Linked DNA regions of Zea mays: region 1 is linked to region 2. Evidence: chromatin contacts called from public Hi-C data. All regions are on one chromosome and are shown on one strand. The core of a region is the stretch at or near the end of the contact, and the rest is flanking DNA. Distances in the headings are between cores, read along the strand shown. Region 1 holds the start of LOC100274417. Region 2 has its middle 18 kb from the start of LOC100217208.

Evidence for each region. A called contact is a pair of places that touch in the nucleus more often than the background predicts.
Region 1: a Hi-C map of tassel shows a contact between it and region 2, with 2.4 times the contacts expected there. The contact joins the promoter of LOC100274417 here to the enhancer-like site in region 2. A contact is called at or near these places in 3 of 25 Hi-C or Micro-C datasets (ear, leaf and tassel).

The regions. Positions count from the first base shown.
Region 1 is chr8:134,095,551-134,100,595 of Zm-B73-REFERENCE-NAM-5.0, reverse strand. It overlaps LOC100274417, which reads right to left and starts at 1,275. Exons shown (of 1, transcript NM_001360590.1): 1 at 1-1,275. The coding sequence starts at 1,274.
Region 2 is chr8:133,522,589-133,527,041 of Zm-B73-REFERENCE-NAM-5.0, reverse strand. No RefSeq gene overlaps it. Among protein-coding and RNA genes, the nearest start is that of LOC100217208, 18 kb to the right of the region's middle. Within about 2 kb of position 1,646, at least 19 of the 20 cell types and tissues checked have an H3K27ac peak or open chromatin away from gene starts, as enhancers often do. A contact at or near this core is called in ear, leaf and tassel, where this site is marked.

The DNA of each region.
Region 1 (5,045 bases), core at 26-2,525, 570 kb before region 2:
AGACTTTTTGCCTGATTAAACATCAGCTTCTTGCAAAACACATCCACCATGTTTGTGTAAACAACAACGTTTGGCTTGCAACCAGATCTTGACATGTCATTCCATATTGATATGGCACCACCTAGGTCCCCGGCTTTGGAGAAACCATCAATTAGAGTGGAGTAGGTCCTCACATTAGGAAAGCAGCCGTGTTGCTCCATGCTGTTGAGTATCGATGATGCTCCCTTGAGATCACCAACGCTGCAAAGTCCACGAATCAGAATGTTGTACGAAACCGTCGACGGTGCCCATCCTTCAGCCACCATCCACCTCCACATGTCTAGTGCGTCATGCACCCTTCCATCATCGAATAGTCCTCTGACTAATGCAGTGAATGTCACAACATTTGGAGTGCACCCGGTGATCACCATCCTTGCCAGAATGGCACACGCCATCCTCAGCTCCCCAGCCTTGCAGAACGCATCGACTATAGTTGTGTACGTGATGACATTAGGCTGCAATCCCCTCCCCACCATGTCGCTGACAACTGAGAACACCTCCTGCATCCTGAACTCTCTGCAGAGAGCTAGAACGATGGCATTGTAGGAGGCAGCCACAGGCGGCATGGCAGCCAACACCTCTGTGGCCTCGTCCAGCCTGTCAAGCTTGCACAGCACTGAGACAATGGTGGCATACGTCACGTCGTCCGGGGGACACCCCTTCCTGGCCATTTCGTCGAGCATTTTGCGCGCGGCCCCGACCCGGTTGTTCTGGCACAGCGCCCTGACAAGCAGGTTGTAGGTGAACACGTTAGGATGCACACCGTCTTTCCTCATGTTGTCGTACACCAGCACGACGGCACCCACCATGTTCTCCCGCAGCAGCGCGTCGATGAGGTGGTTGTAGAGCCGCGGCTCGGTGGGGCGCGCGCAGCCAAGGTCGTGCACGGCGCGGTAGAACGTCTTGAGCGCGCGGTCGGGCGCCCCCGCGCGAGCGAAGGCGCCGACGGCGGCGACGAGGGCACCCTCGGTGCACGGGACTCCCCTCAGCCGCATCTCCTGCAGCGCCAGCTGCACGCCATCCACGTCGCCCGCCGCCGCCAGCCGCCTGACGGCCGCCTCGTGGGCTCTCGCCGCGTCCCCGGTGCCCGGCGCGGGAGGCGGCCCCGCTCCGCAAAGAGGATCCCCCGCATAATTCTTCCGCGGGAGTGTAGTGCTCGCCCCCGCCGTGGAGAAACAGTGGATGCGGGGGCGGCGAAGGCGCCGGAGGAGGAAGCAGCATTTTATCGAACACATGGCGCTCAGGTGAAGCGCGTTCGAATGCATAAGGGGCCACGAATGTCGAGAAGATGATGCTATTCGGTTTGGGCCGTGGATTTGAGGCCCTGATGCCACAAATGGTTGCGCGGGCCCAAGAAAAAGAAACAAATGCCGGCCCTGTTTATTTGAATGCGCTAGAGTTAAGTTGATTGCTAAAATTAGCTACAAACATCAAAAGAACCCAACTAATAATTTAGCTATTAGCTGATTTTTGTTGGAGATATTTAAACGCTCCTATCTAATAGTTTGTCTAACTATTAGCTACACCCTCAACTACCTATTAGTTATTAGTTGGTTCAACTCGGCTAAAATAGAAAATATTTATTAGTCAACTAGTAGCAACTTTTTGTCACCTAACTATTAACTCTACTGCATTCAAACGGGGTCTTACTCTCACAATGACATATTTTCACTAGATGGAAAATATCTCTAGTCTACTGGTTAAAGAGCCTTAGTCCCTATTTGAAAGCACTAGACCTAATAGTTAGTTGGCTAAAAACATAAGTGAAATTTGTTGGCTAACAATTAGTTGAGTTAAACTAGCTAATAAACTAATGGATAATTGAGGGGCAGCTAATAGTTAGTTGGACTAATAGCTAAATGTGTTTAGATGTCTACAACTAAAAATAGCTAATAGATGAACTATTAGTTAGGGTGTTTAGATGTCTCAGCTAATTTTAGCAGCTAACTATTAGCTCTAGTGTATTTAAATAGATCCTTAGTAGCATTTTACATTAGAGTTTTGACTCTCGTGAGAGAATATTTGAGGATTTAACGACGTGTTTGACTCCATGTGAGAGCGAATATTACAAGTTTTAATGACGTTGTATTTTAGTATAAAGTTATTGTTATAGCTTTACATAATGATTTTCTATAATTAATTTATAGCTACATGTCACGTACCTAGAAACATGGTGCCCGAAGAAGACCTCCCAAAGACGGCCCACTAACCGATCAACCCGTCTGCCGAGCGAATCGGCGAGGTGGCCCAAAAGGCCGACCGACTAACCTATCCACCGAGCAAATCAGCGAGGCGGAATTGCCAACCAACCCGCCTGCCGAGCAAGTCGGTGAGGCGGAGTTGTCGACCAACCTGCTTGCCGAGCAACATGGCGAGGCAGAATTGCTGACCATCCGCCAGTTGAGAAACTCGGCGAAACGGAATTGCCGACCAACCCTCTAGCAAGCAGACCCACAGGGGAAAGGGGGCTAACCCAGTAACACTGAGCAACGTCAGCACAACAACACAGACCATCACCAAACCACGTCCGGGTCATGGGAACTATGTCGAAGGGACCTCTGTTAAACAAGACCCTCTGCTGGGGGACTGCTTCGTCGCCGAAGGTCCTTTAAGAAGAAACACCTTCGGAAGATCAGCACATAAGCAAGTACAAGCGCAAAGGTACACGCCGAAGCTACCATCTAGGGAGCTTCGGCATAGCGACATGCCTTGAGACGAAGGGCTGTACCGAGTTAAAGAGGAAAAGACCAATCGGTCCATGATAATTTGTGTCATGATTGTAACTAGTTGTCGAGGACATAAATGTAATTTTGACCGGGCTGCGTCCTGTGCCTATAAATAGGTGAACAGTACCCTCGTACTGTTCACGCTGGCCTGTACTCGCTTGTGCGTCACGCTTGAACCTTTTGCCTTCTGTCGAGCCGAAGGTACAAATATAATTCAATACTATTCTTATTCATCTATAATGATATAATAAAGATCTATTAATAATGTCATATGATTATTCATGTTATTTCTCATGTTTCATATGCTTCGTCTTTCATCAACGTATACTGTGATGATGAAGCATTTGAGAACAAGTCCCCAACATTGGCTCCCACCTCCGGTGAACTCACTTCCACTCTTGAGCTGATGGCTTCGTTCAACAACCAAGTCGTAGCACCTTCGGCTACGAAGCTGGTGCTCCCGATAACAGGCGGCTCAAGTTCAGAGCCGGCTAACAAGAAGCAGAAGAAGTAAGCGCAGAGAAGGGTGCAACATGTTGGGGTGTAGGGACCCTTCATCAAGTCAAAATGGTCCCACATCCCAATCACCTTCTCTCAGGAGGACCTTCAGCTCAAAGATTACTCTCACAATGATGCTATGGTCATATCTTGTGTCATCAAGGGATTTCTGGTCCATAATGTTCTAGTCGATACAGCCAGTGCAGCGGATATCATATTTGCTAAGGCCTTCAGATAGATGCAAGAGCCAGAAGACAAGATTCATGATGCTACACGCCCCTTTGTGGCTTTGGAGGGAGGCAGATTGTAGCACTCGGCAAAATCACAATGCCAGTGACCTTCAGTTTCGTCCACAACACAAGGACTGAACATGTTGTCTTTGACATTGTTGACATGGAGTACCCCTATAATGCATTCGAGGGACACTCAATGCCTTCGAAGCAATACTTCATCCAGCATATTTATGCATGAAGATATCTTCGGAACAAGGGCCCATTGTTGTCCATGGGAGACAAGAAGCTGCCAGAAGAGCCGAAGGAAACTGGACAGATTCAAAGGCAATTCATAATATAGATGAAGCCGAAGCCTGTCAGTAGTATAAATACAAAAGAGAGAAGCTATTTTGGCGGATTAGCCGAAGTCTATGCTCCTATGCGAAGACATAGCAGAACAAAGGGTACTGCTGGGGTCTCAGTTGTCTGAAGAGCAAGAGAAGATTTTGCTAAGATTTTTATTCAACAACAAAGATGTCTTTGCTTGGTCAGCCAATGATCTCCGTGGTGTCAACAGAGATGTCATTGAACATTCACTCAATGTGGATCCATCTTTCAGGCCAAGAAAACAAAGGCTTCGAAAGATGTCTGAAGACAAAGCTGAAGGTGCTCGGAACAAAGTGAAGAGACTTCTTAGTGCTGGTGTCATCAGAGAAGTGAAATACCCAGAATGGCTAGCCAACACTGTTATGGTGAAGAAGGCCAATGGTAAATGGAGAATGTGCACTGACTTCACAGATCTCAACAAGGCTTGTCCAAAGAACGAGTTCCCATTGCCAAGAATAGACTCTTTAGTAGATGCAACAGCTTCTTCAGAGCTCATGAGTCTGTTGGATTGTTACTCAGGCTACCATCAAATTTGGATGAAGAAGGAAGACGAGCCGAAGACTAGCTTCATAACCCCCAGTGGCACCTATTGCTATCTTCGGATGCCTGAGGGGCTCAAGAATGGCGGAGGAAGCTTCAGTAGAATGGCAGCCAAGGTCCTTCATTCTCAAATAGGCATGAATATATTGACCTATGTTTATGATATCATAGTGAAAACCACGAAGCAAGAAAATCACATTGCTGATTTGCAAGAGACATTTGCCAATTTCAGGCAAGCTGGCCTGAAGTTAAATCCAGAAAAGTGTGCTTTTGGGGTGAAGAAGGGCAAGTTCCTTGGCTGTTTGGTATCAACGAAGGGAATTGAAGCCAACCCGAGCAAGATTGAAGCTATCCTTCGGATGGAGCCGCCAAGCACAAAGAAGGGGGCCCAACGGCTGGCAGGAAGACTAGCATCATTGAACAGATTCATATCTAGATCAACAGAAAGACATCTGCCATTCTTTGAAATACTGAAGTCAGCCGAAGTTTTTCAGTGGAGTTCGGCTCAGCAAAAAGCTTTCGAAGAGTTGAAGCAATATTTGATCGATCTAACAACACTAACTCCACCTTTGCCAGGGGCTCCATTACTCTTATATGTGGCAGCTTCGCACTCTGCAGTTAGTGTGGCTCTTGTACAGGAGAA
Region 2 (4,453 bases), core at 397-2,896:
ACCTATTGGGTCCCATCAAATTAACATGAGCATGTCACAGTGATTAACAGGAACATTATTAGGTAAAGAAGAGTGATCAAGCGTACAACTTGTCTTTGACTTGTGATCCCAAGTACTTCACTAAATTGGTCTTCGGGTTCCTCGTGGCCTCGCTGCTACTCGAAGCAATACATACAAATAAACAAGGAATGCATAAAAATAATAGTACACCAAACATGAGAACAACCAGCGTAAGGATATTCTACGTGTTGCTACGAGATCGTGGGTTCGAGAACCACAAAAATCGGAGCTACATTTAGAAAGATATGATTTTCCAAAGATTTAGGTGATTAAATAATAAAAAATATATTATAAATCATGTGGTAAAGATATTACCAAAAAATAACTTAATTGAACCTTATTCTAAGTTACAACTTGATTTGAGATCATATTCTAGTTAAATTATAATTATGGACATATTAACCTTAATAAGAAGAGGTAGTAAAATAAACATAGGTTAAATATAAAAGTACATGATGTGTTATGAATAATGTTTTACTGCATAGACAATTTTATTACGAATCTAACGCAACTTGAACAGATCAAATCAGAGTTAAAATGAGCAAGATATGCAATAAATAAGATTTAGGATCACTTTATACTAATTTTACTAGATCCAGGGATCAATTTGTAAATTCTAGGGGCCTATACTCAGTTATTTAACACGACAAAGGATGGGGGGTTGAAATCTACAAACTCTTAGGGCTCTTTTACAAAACAGCCGCGCCGAAGGGGGTACAGGTTAATATGAGCCGCTCAGATTTAGATCAATGGCTCAGATTAGACCGTTCATCCAAGTAAACCGGTATGTGCTCGGGATGCTCGGATCTTAAATGAACGACACGGATTTTATGAAGCCTGATCTTTTCCGAGTCCCGCGATCATGATCCAAGGGCTCCGATCAATCCCACCCCATCGAGACCTAACACCTAATCATGGTCGTCTATCTAGGAACCAACGACACATACCCCGTCTTCACTCCCAGACAACCCAAGGCGGCGCCGCCCACCCATCACGGCCATGGTTCGCCGGTGAAGGCATAATGGGCGACCCCCTGTGCAATCTCCCACGTGGTTTAGCGCTCTGCAAGGAGTAGAAAACATCGAAGCTAGTAGTGGCGCCATACGGAGGAATTAGGCTGTGAAAAATACCCGCCCACGGTGGGGGCGGATCTGCGGCGGAGCCTTGTCTCCAGCGAGCAATTGAGTCGGCGATGGTAGCCCTATCCACCCGATGACACCGCAGAAGGTTTGCACATGAACTAGCGTTCATCCCCGACCACGCCACGTGCATAGGACAGCCATGGAATTGTGGGACCATGACGGCGGCACAAAAATCTCCCTTGGCATGCACTTCACGCCCGGGTGATGATGGTGGCTTCGAGTTGTCGACGCAGCCTGATATGGGGTCACGGATCGTAAGTTTTATAAGGTATGGGGAGAGTCTGATACGGGTGGAATCGGATCGAGCGAGTGACCAATCCCGGCGGCTACGGTCTCTCTGTTTGGTTACGACTTCTGCCTTATCGCTAGGTAGGTGACATCTGAGTAGGGGTCCCACCAGCCAGTGCCCGAGACAGAGCATGCGCGCGGGCGAGTCTCTGGCGAGCGTGGCCCACCCGACGGTGGGAGAGGCACTCAGTACCGATGTATGCGCTATGTGAGGTCAGACTGACCGGTGGGGCCCACACATCATTCTTGTGGGGAAAAGAAACGGGGCAGAGAAGTGGCCCGACAAATGTCTGGATGTGAAGCTGGACTGCGCAAGATGGGATGGGGTGAGGTAGCCGGTTGCACGGGTGAGATGGGCCGTGGGGTGGAGAGATGGCCCAGAACAGGCATAAATTCTTTTCTTTTGTCTTAATTTCTTTTTAAGTTCAAATCTAGTTTTGAGATTCACATATTTGAATGCACAACCAAAGATATAGCATGATGCAAAGTATATATATTTTATTTTACTATCATTATTCAACTCTTTTAAGTAAATGCCCCAAATCGTATAAACTTGATAAAAATGCAACACACAATTTAATAATTAGGGTTCCTTTTATTAAATAAAATAAGTATTAACTTCATTGCAAATTAGATGTCTATTACCTTTTTATAAATGACCATGAAGTCCCTATTAGGCCACACTTTTGTATACCTCTTCAAAAAGTATTTCAATGTATAGGTTTCCATGAAAGGAATAATTTAACTCCCTAGAGGCTCTTTTCATTTAATCCCTTGATTCACAACATAAGTATTTTAATCTTGTGGTAAACATCCTAAATTACCTAAAATATGACTTTAGGGTATTATAGTTGATTTCTACTTGGCATTTCTCAAAACAAATTTATGATTAAGTTTTCTGTTCCTTTTTTGTTTTGGACAAATAGATCTCATTCAACCCAAACGCATTTCATGCAAGATATGAAGGTAATCCTAGGTTACCGTCTTGGTTGCCTCATGTTTGTTTACCTTCGATTGCTTTCCAAATTATAACCTGAATTTGTTTCGTGTGTTGAGAGCTGTGAAGGTCTGCTAGCATGTTGTTTGATAGTGTTAGAATTGTATTAGGGTTTGGGAATCTTCCCTATGTATTTTACCCTCTCGCCCCTCTGTAATGGGCCAGGCCTAACACCAAGTCTATTAATACATATCCCCACCCTATTCTAGGGTTAGGGGTTTCAATATGGTACCAGAACCAAACTCATTTTTCTCTCCCTCCCTCCCAGTCGGCGACTGCCTCTTTCTCTCCCTCCCTCCGAGCCGCCAACCTACCCAGCCGCCGGCTTCTCCCCGGCGCCGGCCACCCTGCTCCCATGGCGCACCTCCCCCACACCGGTGCTAACGCTGCCACCAGTCCGGGTGCGAGCGCCGCCACGGCTCTGCCCGCGGACGCCGCCTCCCTGCCCGCGACCCCCTTCCTGGCCACCGCCCACGTCGTCATTCCCCTGAGCGCGGCCCCCTCTATGCCCGCCTCACTAGGCGCGGCCGACCCTCTAGCCGCCGTGCAGACAGCTGGCCTCACCACTGTGATGGCCGCCCTGGGCGCGACCCTATAGGACCTAGGACACCGGCTAGAGGGCATGGTGAATAGACGATTTTAACTAAAAACAAAGACACTAGAGAAATTTAATCAAAACAACAAGAGATATAAATTTCCTAGCTTTGATAGGCTAACAAAATATGATGAGCAATTTATATCAATACTACAAATGATAGGCAATACACAAATCACTAACTACTTGCAAGTAATGAATAAAGAGTGAGAGAATGACACTGAAATTTATCCCGTAGTATCGGTGATTTGCCGATCACCCCTAATCCATGTTGAGGTGGAATTCAAGCTCTCATTTGCTCCTCTATCAAGACACGACTTGATATTTGAGCCAAGTGGACAAGAACTCACTCAATACCTCGATTCCACTAGCGTGGCCTTTGTCGCTCCAGCGAGTTGGGCACGAACCCCTCACAATCAACACTACGAATCCTCCACAATCTTCACGGAGAGCTCAACACCCGAGCCGTCTAGGAGGCGACAACCTCCAAGAGTAACAAGTCGATGATGCTTGCTCGGTGTACCACCTAGTGCCTCAAAAGATCACAATGGATGCAAATGCACTAGAACCTCTCAACCACTCACTAGAATGCAATCTCAAGCAAAGAGTGTGAGAGTTTGAGTTAGAGGTGTAGGAAACGGGTGACGCCTAAGAGGGGGGGTGAATTAGGACTTCTAAAACTTTTACTAAACTAGGCCACAATTAAATCCCTAGAGCAAAACCTATGCAAATAATCAAAACTAGAATGTGCAAACTCGGTTTTGTCTAAGTGTTGCTATCTCTACCGCAAAGGCTAAGTTTCAATCTACACTAAATAAGTATGACAATAAGATTGAAACTTAAATGCTTAATATAAATGCGGAATGTAAAGAGCTAAGTAGAGAAGCAAACTCTCGTGGAAGACGCCGGTATTTTTACCGAGGTATCCGAAACCACGCAAGGTCCCGACTAATCCTCGTTGGTGCCCCTACGCAAAGGGAAGCCCACGCGAGGGCCAAGCACCACGGTCGAGTAACTCCGTAGAGAGCCGCGGGCCTTCTCCACGCGCGAGTGGTGCTCCGCTTTCGGCTCCTCTCGGACGCTCCCCGCCGTCTCCACTATCGAGCTTCCGGCCGAAACGCCGCGGGCCTCGTTCCCTCCGGTACACGGTGGCGGCCGTGACACAAACGCGGTTGTCACGGTCTCGCAAGACTCTCGCCCCACTCGGTACAAATACAACGACTCACGCAAGAGCCGAGGGGTTGTGTGGTTTTACAAAACTCACTCAACTAACTAGGGTTCACCTAGAGCAAGCGCTAAAGCGGTCTAACTAACCTAAGCACTTCGCAAAGCACCTACGCTAATCACCGAGTGATTCTATTAAGCACTTGG